3 separate regions of the Mus musculus genome follow, and regions 2 and 3 are each linked to region 1. A link is a contact called in public HiChIP or PLAC-seq data. All regions are on one chromosome and are shown on one strand. Each heading gives the region's core, a stretch centred on a gene start, on an enhancer-like site or on the middle of the called end of the contact. The rest is flanking DNA. Distances are from core to core; before and after follow the strand shown. Region 1 overlaps Parvb (parvin, beta). Region 2 overlaps Gm34095 (a long non-coding RNA gene). Region 3 overlaps Prr5 (proline rich 5 (renal)).

Region 1 (4,544 bases), core at 387-2,886:
GGTGGTCACCGGCTTGTGAAGCTGTTTCATGTCTGTGTGCTTCCTTCTAGAGACGTGGCGAGGATTAGGGGATTAAGAAATGGCTCAGCGGTTAAGAGCCTTTTTCAAGACTGAGTCACGTTTCTGGATCCCCACGGGTGTGGCTGTCACAGAACATTTGTGTTGTTTATCGCTTTTGGCTGTTGTGAATATCATGGCCTTGAACATGGGTTTACAAGAGGGTGTCCTTTTCCAAAAAAACCCTGAACATCTACATCTTTGATGATGTTAGGAGTCAGCATCTGTCCTTTGGAGGCAGAGGACGGGTTGTCCCCAGAGTTGCATCCACAGTCGTGCCAAGAGCCTGTTGTGTGTCCTGTTCCAAGCTGGGTACTGGTGTTCTTCAGCCTGTCTGGAGACCTAAGAGAACAAACAGGAAACACCACCTGAGGCAGTAGGTCAGAGGGCTTAACCGGACTGGCTTGGGGTCTCCCAGGCAGCAGGGCAGGGGCTCCTGTCCCGAAGCCTTTGTGGTATTCATGACACTGTCCCTATCACCTGCTGTTGTGGGTGCTGGGTGACCAACACATAAGGTGCTAAAGCGTTGAGGTGACTGGTATTCCGGGAAGAATTTAGAGGGGTTGTCTCTGTATAAGTTCCACTGGGAAATCACAAAGTCGTGGGACACTTGGCCCTGGAGAGATCTCCTCAGGCAAGATGTGTGGTCAGCAAGTGACAGCTCTCTCTCTCTCTCTCTCTCTCTCTCTCTCTCTCTCTCTCTCTCTCGGCTGTAAGAAGTGGCAGGTGGTGACCTGTCTCTGTCACCTCTGGATCTGGGGGGCTAGAGTCTGGAGACTGAAGTCCAGTGGTATAGAAGCCATTATTTCTGGTTTCAGGGCTTCAGATTAGGTGTGGGGTGTGTGTGTGTGTGTGTGTGTGTGTGTGTGTGTGCTAGAGATTTATGTAAGCAGAAAAAAGCCAAGCCCTGCATCTGTACAGGCTCTTGTGTCACATTGGGTTGCCCCCCCCCCCCCGCCCCCATGGCTGTGACCAAGGGCCATCAGAGTTTCTGCAGAGATGAAGAGCTCCTGTGTGGTGCCATAGGACTGGGGTACACACTGACTGAACCCCATAACTACTCCCTACCCCAGCCTATAAACCTACTGCTCATGTGCAGTTAGCAGTCTCTGGGCCCATAGACTGTCAGCATGGAATCTGGGCTCGCTTCCTTAGTCTGTTCTTTTTCCTACTGGCCCTGATCCCAGTCCTGTTACCTTCTATAGAGATTTAAGATCTTAGGAGGAAGCGCGCCTGTCCAGGGGCCAGGAGAGACAGAGATGGTAATAAAGATTTCGTGACTTATCACCAGGAGCCCATGTGTGTATATACCTGCAGAGTTTGTAGAGAATCTGGGGAGAGGGAGGGCTGTGGACCATGCCTTTGCTGGGTTCAGGTCATGGTCCAAGCAGACTTCCGTGCAGGCCCAAGTCTCAGCAAGTGAGGGCTGGTTGTTATGAATCTGTGGTGTCCAGGTGGAAAGTGAGGCGAGAGGCGACATCCAGGCTGTCTGTGGATGGATGACCTCTGGGAGGTTAACTATTCCCAGGGCAGAGAGCTGAAAGGGTTGTGCCCAGCTGGGAGGAGGCATGTGTCCAGCTGAGCTGGCTTCAGGTCTGAGACTCTAGCCTGTTTAAAAATAGATTCGAGGAAAGTGCAGGATGTAAGAGTTCACCGAATCTTCATCAGACTTCTGTCCCAAAGGACATGGCACACTTTAAATTCTGATCACCCATGTATGCAAGTGGGCCTGTTTACACCTCGAGTCTAGATGTCCCCCCACCCTCGGGACAGCTCTGCCCGAGAGAGATGGAACTTCCATCCATCTTCTGGGGTCTAAGCCTTGTCTACCAAAGAAGCCTCAGGCAGGTCTGGAAACCATTAGAAACAACCAGAAGCTTCTGGAAGCTTCCATGTCTCAGTCACATGTTCTAAAGAACAGTGTGGACGGACTGGTCACGATTGGGAGGCATCAAGAGCTGCTTGATGTCAAGAAAAATGGCAGGTGTTCTGGGCTGGGAATACTTTCCCCAGCCTCTCTGGGCTGCCCAACATGAAGGAATGCCAAACAAGTGACATGTTCGACACATGGGACTTTTCTCTTGGGTTCCCTGCATACTGACCTGGTCTCTCTTTGCTCAACAGTGACTGACTTACAGGAAGAAGGCAAGAGCGCCATCAACTCTCCAATGGCCCCGGCTTTGGTGGACATTCACCCTGAAGACACCCAGCTAGGTACTGTGGCCACTTGGCATCCTTCGGTGTCTGTCCCTGGTGTGGCACCCCACATGGGTGGGTGGTGTTTGAGAACTGGAGTCTTATTCCAAGATCTCTAGGGAGAAGCCAGCTTCTGCCCCAGTCTTCCAGTGCAGATTTGATTGGCATCCAGGTATAGATGATTAGCATTGGGAACGTGGCTGGTTATCGTCACAGATCCAGGGAGTGGCTAAGCAGGGCTGAGCAAACAGTGGAGGAGACGGAGGAAGAGTTGGCTTGGTTACTGAGCTGAGGACTGGATAGATGACTCTAGGAGCTCCAGGCACAAGGTTCTGGCTTGAGATAGCTGATAGCTGGCCTAGAAGAAGAGGAAAGATGAGTATTGGCTCAGGGTGTGGACCCCAGTAGTCCCCTAGAGGAGGAGGCTAAGGGACAGCCTCCCCTGGAGGACAGTTTCCCTGGGACGAGTGGGCCTGTCTCAGTCAGGGTTTCTATTCCTGAACAAAACATCATGACCAAGAAGCAAGTTGGGGAGGAAAGAGTTTATTCAGCTTACACTTTCCACATTGCTGTTCATCACCAAAGGAAGTCAGGACAAGAACTTACACAGGGCAGGAACCTGGAGGCAGGAGCTGATGCAGAGGCCATGGAGAGGTGCTGCTTACTGGCTTGCTTTCCCTAGCTTGCTCAGCTTGTTTTCTTTATAGTTATTTCTTTTTTCTTTTTTGTTTTTTCGAGACAGGGTTTCTCTGTGTAGCCCTGGCTGTCCTGGAACTCACTCTGTAGACGAGGCTGGCCTCGAACTCAGAGATCCGCCTGACTCTGCCTCCCGAGTGCTGGGATTAAAGGCTTGCACCACCACTGCCTGGCTCAGCTTGCTTTCTTATAGAACCCAGGACCACCACCCACAGTGGGCTGGGCCCTCCCCCATTGATCACTAATTGAGAAAATGCCTTACAGCTGGATCTCATGGAGGCATTTCCTCAAGGGAGGATCCTTTCTCTGTGATAACTTCAGCTTGTGTCAAGTTGAATACAGGGCCCTAAGGCCCCAAAGTATAAAGAAATTAATAAACTAGGCACACCCTGTATATCTCCTTGGCTGCCACAAAGATCCATCCATGCTGGGCCTGCGGCTGGCCATGTGGGAACTGTGGTTGGGGAAGACCCCTGGCTCCTTGCAGGTTGATGATAGGGTGTCTGTCCGCCAGGGTACTCACTCTTTCCTGGCTCTGTGTTTTGGCAGCAAGCCAATGTGGAAGAAGTCAATGTGGAAGGCATGTTTGGGACACTGCTTATTTCCAAATCCTGGTTCAGAGGGAGATCCCTGTCTACCCCGATTTGCCATGACAAGGCCATTAAGGTCTCGGGGTGGAATCAGGAGTGGCCCAACCTGTGGCCCAGAGATGGCTTGGTACCCAACACCACTGGTCCGTGATGTCTTTTCCCACAGAAGGGCATGCCCCTCTCACAGCTTCTGCAGGTGCTTCCTGGCTACTCTTTGCCTAGGAAGCCAGACTTCCCAGTTCCCCACTGTGGTCAGCGGGCCCACGGCATCCTGGCTTCTGTGGGCCACTGGTCTTTTCTGTTCTGGCTCCTGTGCCTTCATTCCCTCCTCACCTTCCTGTCCCGCTCTCCCTGTGAACTTCACTGGACTCTTGTCTGTTAGAACCAGACATGGAGGGGAAACACACAGGGGAGATGGGTAAAATGTCACCTCTCTGTGTGTTTTGGCTATTTCTAGTACTTCTGTGCAGATACTGTTTTGTATATGACACTGCCTGCCCATCTGTTTCCTTGTGTGTCCCGAGGCCCCACACGGCCTCCTGTGGATTGGTGAATGGTGTGATTCAGTTGCTCAAAGCTCTCTTCAGCCCTCTGGTTCTGGCAGGGCACTTTTGAGAACACTGTGGGTGCAACCCTGTGTCTTTTTTCTACCCATGCCATCTTGGCTTAGACTTGCTGCTAGAGCAATTGGAGTCTAGCTTCATCGCCTCCTGCTGCCCTGTGTGATTTATCTCTGATCTTGGTGTCTGGCTGACAAAGCTGTGTGAGCTGTTCTCACAGAGAACATGATGGTCTCTGCTTTTCCACCAGCTTCCTGACTCATGTGAGAGAGCAGGGAGTCCTCCACTCCTAGCACCCCTGTCGGCCTCCCCCAACCCCCATTCACGCTGATCCTTTCTGTCTTTGGCAGAGGAGAATGAGGAGCGTACCATGATCGATCCCACCTCTAGAGAAGACCCCAAGTTCAAGGAGTTGGTCAAGGTGAGTTGTAGTCTGATGTGGTCG
Region 2 (4,248 bases), core at 689-3,188, 300 kb after region 1:
GGATTAAAGGATGTCCTACCTTGTCTGGGCCTAAGCTTTTCATGGTCATCATGCCTCAAGATCTGCATGACAAGATCCAGGTCAGAAACTTGTGTCTTCCAGCCTCAAGATCTGATCACCGATGAGTCCTCCAATTCTGGATTGTAGTTCATTACAGATATAGTCAAGTTGGCCACCAGGAATAGCCATTACCTGGTGCATGATGTGAATGTCACAAAGAAGAGAGAGAGAGAGAGAGAGAGATGATCATTGGAACAAAGACTAAATAGCAGAGACAAAAGTTTAAAGTAGACATTGCCCAAAAGACAATGAGTTAGAAGAAAGCCTGAGTATCACTGAGGCAGAACCTGAGACAGAGGAGAGCATGAGGAGGTGGGATGTAGGTAAGAGAGATGGAGACAACCCAAGCATGGATCCTCATCTTCCCCATGCTGCATTAACCAGCTAGTGCTGCAGAACAAATCACCTCATTTGTTATTTTTGAAGGATCCACTTTGTTGTTGTCAATCAAACTCAAGACCTTATGCATTCGAAGGAAGGGCTCTGCCACTGAGCTGTATCTACAGCCTGAGTGTCTCATTTAGGGTTATATTTTGAAGATGAAAGCAATTGGATGCTGTGGTGGTTTGAATAAAAATAACCCTCGTAGGCTCATATATCTGAATGCTTGGTCCCCAGCTAGTGGAAATGTTTGAGAAGAAATAAGGGGTGTGGCCTTCTTGGAGGATGTGTCACTAGGGGTGGGCTTTGAGTTTTCAAAAGCCACACCATTTCCAAGTCTCTCTCTACCTCCTATTTTCAGAGAAGGATGTAAGTTCTCAGCTACTGCTCTAGCACCATGCCTGCCTGCCTGCTGCCATGCTCCTTACAAAGACTGAAATAGATTAACCCTCTGAAAGTCCAAATGACCTTCCCCCCAATTAAACGCTGTCTTTTATACGTTTCCTTGGTCATGGTATCTCCTCACATCAATAAAAAAAAAAAAAAAAAAAAAAAAAAAAAAGACAGATGTAGGAGACCAGGAACTTGAGACTGTCCTAAACTCTTTAAGGAAGAAGAGTACATTGACTGTTGCACAGATTATGGGACACCTGGACCACCAGGCAGAGGACATCACAGGTGGCTTTTTGTGAGAGACTGTCCATTTTCCATTGCTATAACTGAACAGCTGGGACTAGATAATTTACAAAAACAAAAAAAAAACAAAACAGGGTTTTTTTTGGGTGGGGAGGTTGTTTGTTGTTGTTGTTTGTTTGATCTCACATGTAGAAGACACAAGTTCCTTGTACTCATAGATAAACACTAGAAAAACCAGGAATATTCAACACAAAGACTTGTCTCTCTTCAATGGAAGGGATGTTTACTGTTTCCCACCCAGTAGGTTTGGGGTGGATGTGGTTAATAGTCTGGTAAACTGTGCCATCTGTTGAGTCAGGACACACTTGAATTGTCCAGACTGTTATATTTACCCCAAGCCCTTCCTCCCTAGACCTTTATCTTTAGCTTTGTTTCTCAGTCAATAGAACCCATGTACTTTATAGCCTGGTGACCTCTATACTCTCTGTATGACCAAGACCATACCAGATCCAAGGGCTTTAAGCTATAGAACCCATCGTTATGGAAGAGGTCACATGTGCTTTGCAACAGAGTTTCTATGTAGCCATGCCTTCACACGGGATTGAGAAAAATCGTTACTGAGAAACTCTTTTCCCAGGGTTGTACTGGGCTTACATATGTCTAAAGTAAACTGCCTGGTGTCAGATTCTAGACTTTTGAGCCAACACTGGCTAAGTTGTATTGCACGGATTGTTTCTCTGCCAGCTCTGATGGTTGCAGGGACCCTGACACTCACAGTTCTAAAACCTGGGCAGCCTAAGAGCCTGGTACTGGCAACAGGCCACACACTAACTCAGTTCACAGCAGAGCATGGGCAAGCAAGCAAGCGTGTGCAGCTGAGGCAAGCCCCAGAGAGCAGGAACACTTTATAAAACCTACCCTTGTGGGTCCTCCAAGAGCCATGGTTCCTGCAAGAGAGAAAGGAGTGAGTCCATTCACGAAGGTTCTACCCTCAAGGATTGTACCACCTCCAACTACACCTCACCATTGAGGACCACTCCCCAATGTGAATTTTGATGAAAACCAACCATAGACAAGCCTTTTAAAGTATGTCTCAGTAGAGTGCCAGTGGCAAGAATAGTGGGAACCTTGAGAGCAGCCCCTTGGGGAGCCATGAGCAATGGAAGAATACTGGAAGCCCAAGCTTGCCATTGACCATGAGGAAAGGGCGTCAGCAGGAATGAGAGGAGGGCTGAGAGCCGGGAAGGCCACAGCTCAGATGTCTAGGGCCTAGGGCAGGCCAGCATAACAGCTGAGGAAAGAGAAACTGGCACCTGAAGGCCTCAGAAGACCCAAGTGGCTCAGGGAAAAAGGACTATGACTTGCCATGGGACATGGGCTACCTTGCTCACCTACTTTGAGGGTGAGCCACTCACTGGTATCAAGAATGGAAGGCAGAAGTGTCTTGGTTTCTGTCCTGTTGCTGTGATAGACACCCTGGCACAAGCAACTTTAAGAAAGAAAAGGATTATTTTGACTCAGGATTCCAAAGAGGTTCCAGTCCATCATGGAAGGGAAGGCATGGCGCTCAGAGCATGAGGCTCGCCCGTAAGCAGTCCAGAAGATACAATAAACAGGTAGTGGGGCCAGGCTATAAAACACCAAAGCCCACCCCACTCAGGTACTTCCTCAAGTAAATTGCCGTCTTCTGAATATCCCACAACCTCCCCAAACAGCACCAACAGGGACTAAGTGTTCCAGCATATGAGCCTGGGGCTCACTTCTCATTTAAACCACCACAGTGGCTTTTCTAAAATATCCCTGATGGCCCTGCTCAGTAGTCTGTGGTAGTGGCAGTCCTCTGATGTCCCTGGTCCTCTAATGGGCCTCTGTGCCTGTTTTTTTTCCACTGTGAGTTATGCTGGTTGGTGCCCTCGTGACTCTTCTTGGTATTTTAACTGGGGACCCTATTCTGTAGGGCCTGAGGGGCCAGATAGGTTCAGGGAGGACTCCCTAAGTGGACAATGAATTCAATTCTATGTTGTTTGTTTGTATTGAAATATTCAAGCCAACCACAGTGGTCCACACCTCTCACCCCAGCACTCAGGAGGCTGAGGTGGAACAGACATCAGTTTGAGGCTAGCCTGGGCTACATAAAAAGACCCTGTCTCAAAAACAAACCAGAACCACCAAGATGATTCAGTAGTAAAAAGTGCCTGGGGCAAAGACTGACCGCCTGAATTCGACTCCAAGATCCATGCGGTAGAAGGAGAGACTAGATCCCTCAGATTGTCCTCTGAGCTTCTTCTGTGTGCCGTGGCCTAAGTTCATGTGCATGCATGCACACGTGGGCATACACACATGCACACACAGACACACAATAAACAAACAAATAAGGGCTAGAGAGATAGCTCAGCAGTTGTTGCACAGGACCTGGCTTTGGTTCCCAGGCCCACATGGCAGCTCACAACAGCCTCTAATTCTACATCCAGGAGACTTGAAGTCCCTTCTGACCTCAGTGAGCACTGCATACATGTGGTATATGACACCCATGTAAGCAAAACACTCATACACATAAAAGAAATAAATATTTTTAAGTCCTTATAAAGAATAATTTCTTTTAAGTAACCAGCAAAAAGAAGTGTGTGAACATGCCTGCTCTATGTATCCCTAAACTCAATCATTTTGTCTCTATGCAAAGAAATCTTGGTCAGCAAGTACTTTTATAAGCCAAAAATTATCACAAATACACCCCCCAAAGGACTAACTATTCTTTTGAATTTCTTGTCAAATTTTGATGCTGCAAAAGAATTTTTTCCATTCCAGGGCAAAATATAAATTTTTCCCAATTAAAACCAAGAATGTCGTGAAAGGAGCCTTCCTGCGTGTTGACACTTTCCAAGCACAATGGTAGGATTTAACAGTCAGGTCTCCTACACCACTGTGGCACTCCGTATTTAATTTCCCCATCTCCTCCTTCTCTTTTGTAGAGCTGGATCCCAGTGTTTCTCAATTGGCAAGAACTCCTTCCAATAATTACAACGTGCTGTGGCTTCAGAGCTCTGGATCCTTGGCAGTCACCTATTGAATGCTTCGACGAAAGAGTTCCAGCAGTTTGGAACACAAAGCAACAACAGTTTGGTGGACTGTATTATAAAAAGTACAGTCCCACACTAGGACATCAGACTAAAG
Region 3 (4,138 bases), core at 586-3,085, 420 kb after region 1:
GAATGAGGATGTGAGAGGAAAGAGGTGACCAGGATGTCCTCTGACAGCACTGTCTGGAATCTGAACCAGGACTCCCAGGGAGCCCAGTGTCCAGGGATGCCGCTGGGTTCCTGGCCTGTGATTAGAGATATATGTCCAGGGGTGATGGCCCTCACTCAAGTAGGAACAAGGAGCAGCAGGGCTCTCAGGAACCTTAGGTGGGGGTTGGCATATGTGTTACACACATGAGAATATTGGGGTTCAGAGAGATGCAGGACACCCTAAATCCCACCCAGGCCAGAGCCAAAGCTTCCAGGCTAGGACCCTCAGGTTCCCAGCCCTCAATCATCTTGCCTTTGTGAGCTGCCTGAGGGCCCAGTCTGAGACTGGACCCCTCCACCCTCCCTCACTCCAGGTAGCTGACAGGTTTTTTTGTTTGTTTGTTTGTTTGTTTTTGGCTTGGTTTGGATTTTGTTTTTGTTAGTTTGTTTGGTTGGACTTTGGAAAACCCACAGAGCTAGGGAGAATCAAAAGGAGCAGGGTCTAACCTGTGTATCCTGAAGGGTGGGGACAGGAGGACTGTCGGCCAGTGCCTCATTTCAGTTCTGGTCCTGCTGAATAGAAGACGTGACCCTTGACCTTTCTAAGCCTTAGTGTTTTCTTCTATAATTGGCGTCCCCACCACATACTGGTGTTACAGCACTGAAGAGACCACAGATAGTGGGTGGTCCATGGGTTGGGTGTAGCCCAGGTGTCCTGAGGCCCATTCCTGAAAGGCCCCCAGGAGGTGGGCACTGTGTACATTCAGCCCCTTGGGGTTAGCAGAACAGTGACCCCCAAAGTGTCCCTGCCCTAGTTCTCAGCCTGTGGTTGCGGGCTTTCATGTGGCTAGGAGACTTTGAAGATGCGGTTATATTACAGTTGCTGAGCTGAGGTGATGGTCTGGCCTGACTAGGTGGCTTTGTGTTGTCACGGAATCTGTGAAGGGTGGGACAAGTCAAAGAAGGAGCTGGCACCTAGTGTCCTGTCTTGCTGTTCTTAAAGACAAGGAAGGACCTGGAGCCGAGGGTCTCAGGTGCTTCAGGAAACTAGACAAGGTAGCACAGAGCCCCCAGAGCCACCCTAAGAGACAGCTATGCTGTACTGTGCTTTAGCCCAGTGTGGCTGAGTGACACATGTCAGAGCAGATTTGGCTTTTGTTAGACTTGTGGTTTTAGCAGTTGTGAGATATGCACCCCAGGCCCCTCTTCTTCCCTACTTGATCTCAAGGAACAACCTTTGTCCCTAAGTACTAAGAAGCAAGTCTGAGGTGCAGACATGGCTTCCTGTCATGTAGCTTCCAGGTACATTAAGGAAGCCGACCCCAAACCCCCAATCCCCAAACCCCCATTCCTGGCTATCTCTGTGTCCTCAGATGTCTCTAGGGGACTCCAGACCAAGCCGGAATCTAGGAAAGATGGTGTTCCCACCCCTCCCTACAGGAATCTCAAGACTTGGTGAAATTGTTCATCCTCAGTAGAACCAAGATTGGCCTTCAGGGACCTGCCCTTTCTCTCAGGAGCAGGCAGCCCCTCCTCTGGTAGCAGTCTGTCTCCGGCTGAGCTGCTGTTGGGCTTGGCTTCTGCTTCTCCCTGTGCCTACCCAATGAGGTCATTCGTGCTCCAGGGCCAGAACCTGGCCTGCCTGCACAGAGAGCCTTACTTTCTGGTAGATGCTAGAGGCCAGAGAGGGATGGGGCTTTACACCTGAGGATGCCCTCCCCTGGCCTCACCCGGAAGTCCCTCCACTTCCTGTGGTTTCTTGGGGACCATCTGCAGATGTCCTGACTGGGCTTGTCACACTGGCCTGGAGGCTGTGGCTGAGAAAGGCAGGGTTTCACTTCTGTGTTTCAGGATGACAGATCACATGGGGTCCTCTGGTCCCCTCCTCCCTCTCTCCAAGTAGCTGACAGGTTTTGATTTGTGTGTGTGTTGGGTGGTTGTTTGTTTGTTTGTTTGTTTGGGATTGCTTTTTTAATTGTTTTTTTTTTTTTAAGATTTATTTTATTTATGTTTGAATACACTGTAACTGTCTTCAGACGCACCAGAAGAGGGCATCAGATCTCATTACAGATGGTTGTGAGCCACCATGTGGTTGCTGGGAATTGAACTCAAGACCTTCGGAAGAGCAGCCAGTGCTCTTAACTGCTGAGCCATCTCTCCAGCCCTTGTTTTACGTTTTTTGGTTTTTGTTTTTTAATGGGATGAGGGGACTGTAAGCCAGTGCCTCATTTCAGTCCTGGTCCTGCTGAGTAGGTGTGTCTCTTGTCCTCCTCTCTAAGCCCTAGTGTCTTCTACAATGGAGGTCTGACTGTCCCCACCACGTGTTGGCCTTTAAAACACTGAGAGACTACATGGGTGGTCCACGGGTTGTGTGTGACCCAGGTGTCCCGTCCCTGAAACGCCCCTAGGAGGTGGGCACTGTTCATTCAGTTCAGGGGAACACCAGGGCCTGGAAGCTAGAGCAAGCATAAACCCAGGCCCGCCCTTCAGGCTGTCCATCAGGCTGGAGTCAGTGCAGGGCACAAGGGGTGGGTGAGAGGAGCCTCAACCTGGACTAGCCTAGGAGATGGTAAGGTGGCTATGTGGTGGTGGTGGGTGGGGCTTTGGGGCTGCTGGCTTGGCTATGGCGGCCTAGGGTAGTGCTGGAGGGGAGAGTAATTAAGTAGACACCTTCACGCCCAGTGTGATTCACACCATTGACAACCTGAGAGCCCAGCCTTGGATAGGAGGGGTTTCAGGCCACTACTACCATTGCACCCCAGACCACAGGGAGCCAGGGAGGTAGGGTCAGGGCGTCTCTCCAGAAGGTATAATGAAGAAGGACAAACAGAACCTTTACAACCAGCACTGCTCTGACTTTGGCCAGTCTGGACCTCCACCGTCTGCCCTGATGGAGTCCTCGACCTCCCAGGGCATGCTTAGCACCCCATACCCCCAGTCAATCTGTTTCTATGGATGAGGCTTTCCTGGCATGGTAGGAAAGTTCTCAGGTATTCACTGTGAGCCAAGTTTAAGAGAAGGACAAACTGGTCTGGTCTTCCCAAGGACAGCCAGCAGTGGAGAAAGGTTAGTCCAGGGATCACACTGACTAAGCATGCTCTGAGTTGATGTAGGCCGTATGGGCTGAGGGGAGTTGTGACCTGGAAGAAGTGACTGAGTAGATAGTAGAGGAGCAGGGGATAGCCATGCGGAAGAAAGGCGTGTGCAAATGTCCTGGGGCTGGCAGCAGCTTCCCCTGAGTGCCCCGATAAGCACTAGGAGGGTTGAGTGCCATGGGGCTCAGCTCAGGGGCTCTCTGCAGGTCATGCAGGGCTTGAACTTCATGCAATTCCCATGGGCCAAACCCAATCCGTCACCTGATATATAAATAATAAAGTTTTATTGGTATACGGTCCCACTAACATTTCTAACTTTGCGGCATTGAAGCAGATAACCAAATAGCTTCAGGAGGCTGAGTAGCCCGCAGACCTTTAACACCTGACCCTCTGGCCCTTTAAAGAAAAGTGTTTGCAGCTTCCTGCTTCAGAGTTGTAATCAGCAGAGCCTGAACAGGGTCAGCTTCACAGTTAACATTCCTCTGCCCCAGGGAAGAGGCTGTGAGGGCTGGGACCCCAGTGGCTCATGGGGTCTCCGCCATGGGACTAGAAGCATTGGGGGGTGGGGGCAAAGTCAGGACCTGGACACAAGGGAAGGAAAGAGAGAAGAGATGCAGAGGACCCCCGCCCCCACCCCCCAGTGTCTGGCCCAGCTGGGAGGATTAGGAATATGCAGGAAGGAAGGGAAGTTCTGCCCAGGTTGGACTACAGGATCTGCAGTGTGCCTGGCAGGTTCTGGTGAGCCAGAGTATGTGTCACAAGCCCAGACCTGGAGTCGTAGCAGGGTGTGGGCATGCCCATGATTTCAGGAGGGGCTGAGTGGGACTGAATGGGATTGGATAGGTGGGAGGAAGCAGGCCTGGAGGGATGTAAGAGACCCAGTGCCTCTGGGTGACCACTCTCCTTTTTGCTCACAGTATCCATAACGGAGTGATCGCGGTCTTCCAGCGCAAGGGGCTGCCCGACCAGGAGCTCTTCATCCTCAACGAGGGCGTCCGGTGAGTCTGGGAAACCTATCTGTGC

Evidence for each region. HiChIP or PLAC-seq counts read pairs in DNA pulled down with a chosen protein or histone mark.
Region 2: an H3K4me3 HiChIP or PLAC-seq map of embryonic basal ganglia shows a contact between it and region 1, with 5 times the contacts expected there. The contact joins two enhancer-like sites. A contact is called at or near these places in 2 of 15 datasets of contacts at CTCF or cohesin (the NIH/3T3 cell line and large pre-B cells), 1 of 484 Hi-C or Micro-C datasets (bone marrow-derived macrophages), 8 of 115 datasets of contacts at active chromatin or transcription factors (the 230-238 cell line, embryonic basal ganglia, embryonic forebrain and 4 more) and 3 of 9 other capture datasets (adipose tissue, embryonic stem cells and pancreatic islet).
Region 3: an H3K27ac HiChIP or PLAC-seq map of large pre-B cells shows a contact between it and region 1, with 4 times the contacts expected there. The contact joins two enhancer-like sites. A contact is called at or near these places in 2 of 115 datasets of contacts at active chromatin or transcription factors (large pre-B cells and pancreatic cancer cells) and 1 of 9 other capture datasets (embryonic stem cells).

What each region holds. Positions count from the first base shown.
Region 1 is chr15:84,269,050-84,273,593 of GRCm38.p6, forward strand. It overlaps Parvb (parvin, beta), which reads left to right. Exons shown (of 13, transcript NM_133167.3): 2 at 2,182-2,271; 3 at 4,450-4,520. Among named protein-coding and RNA genes, the nearest start is that of Gm33723, 31 kb to the left of the region's middle. Within about 2 kb of position 1,637, at least 13 of the 459 cell types and tissues checked have an H3K27ac peak or open chromatin away from gene starts, as enhancers often do.
Region 2 is chr15:84,569,738-84,573,985 of GRCm38.p6, forward strand. The region is part of intron 1 of Gm34095 (a long non-coding RNA gene); the gene reads right to left. Among named protein-coding and RNA genes, the nearest start is that of Gm34095, 4.8 kb to the right of the region's middle. Within about 2 kb of position 1,939, at least 10 of the 459 cell types and tissues checked have an H3K27ac peak or open chromatin away from gene starts, as enhancers often do.
Region 3 is chr15:84,683,871-84,688,008 of GRCm38.p6, forward strand. Prr5 (proline rich 5 (renal)) reads left to right here. Exons shown (of 8, transcript NM_146061.4): 2 at 4,033-4,113. Among named protein-coding and RNA genes, the nearest start is that of Prr5, 4.9 kb to the left of the region's middle. Within about 2 kb of position 1,836, at least 56 of the 459 cell types and tissues checked have an H3K27ac peak or open chromatin away from gene starts, as enhancers often do.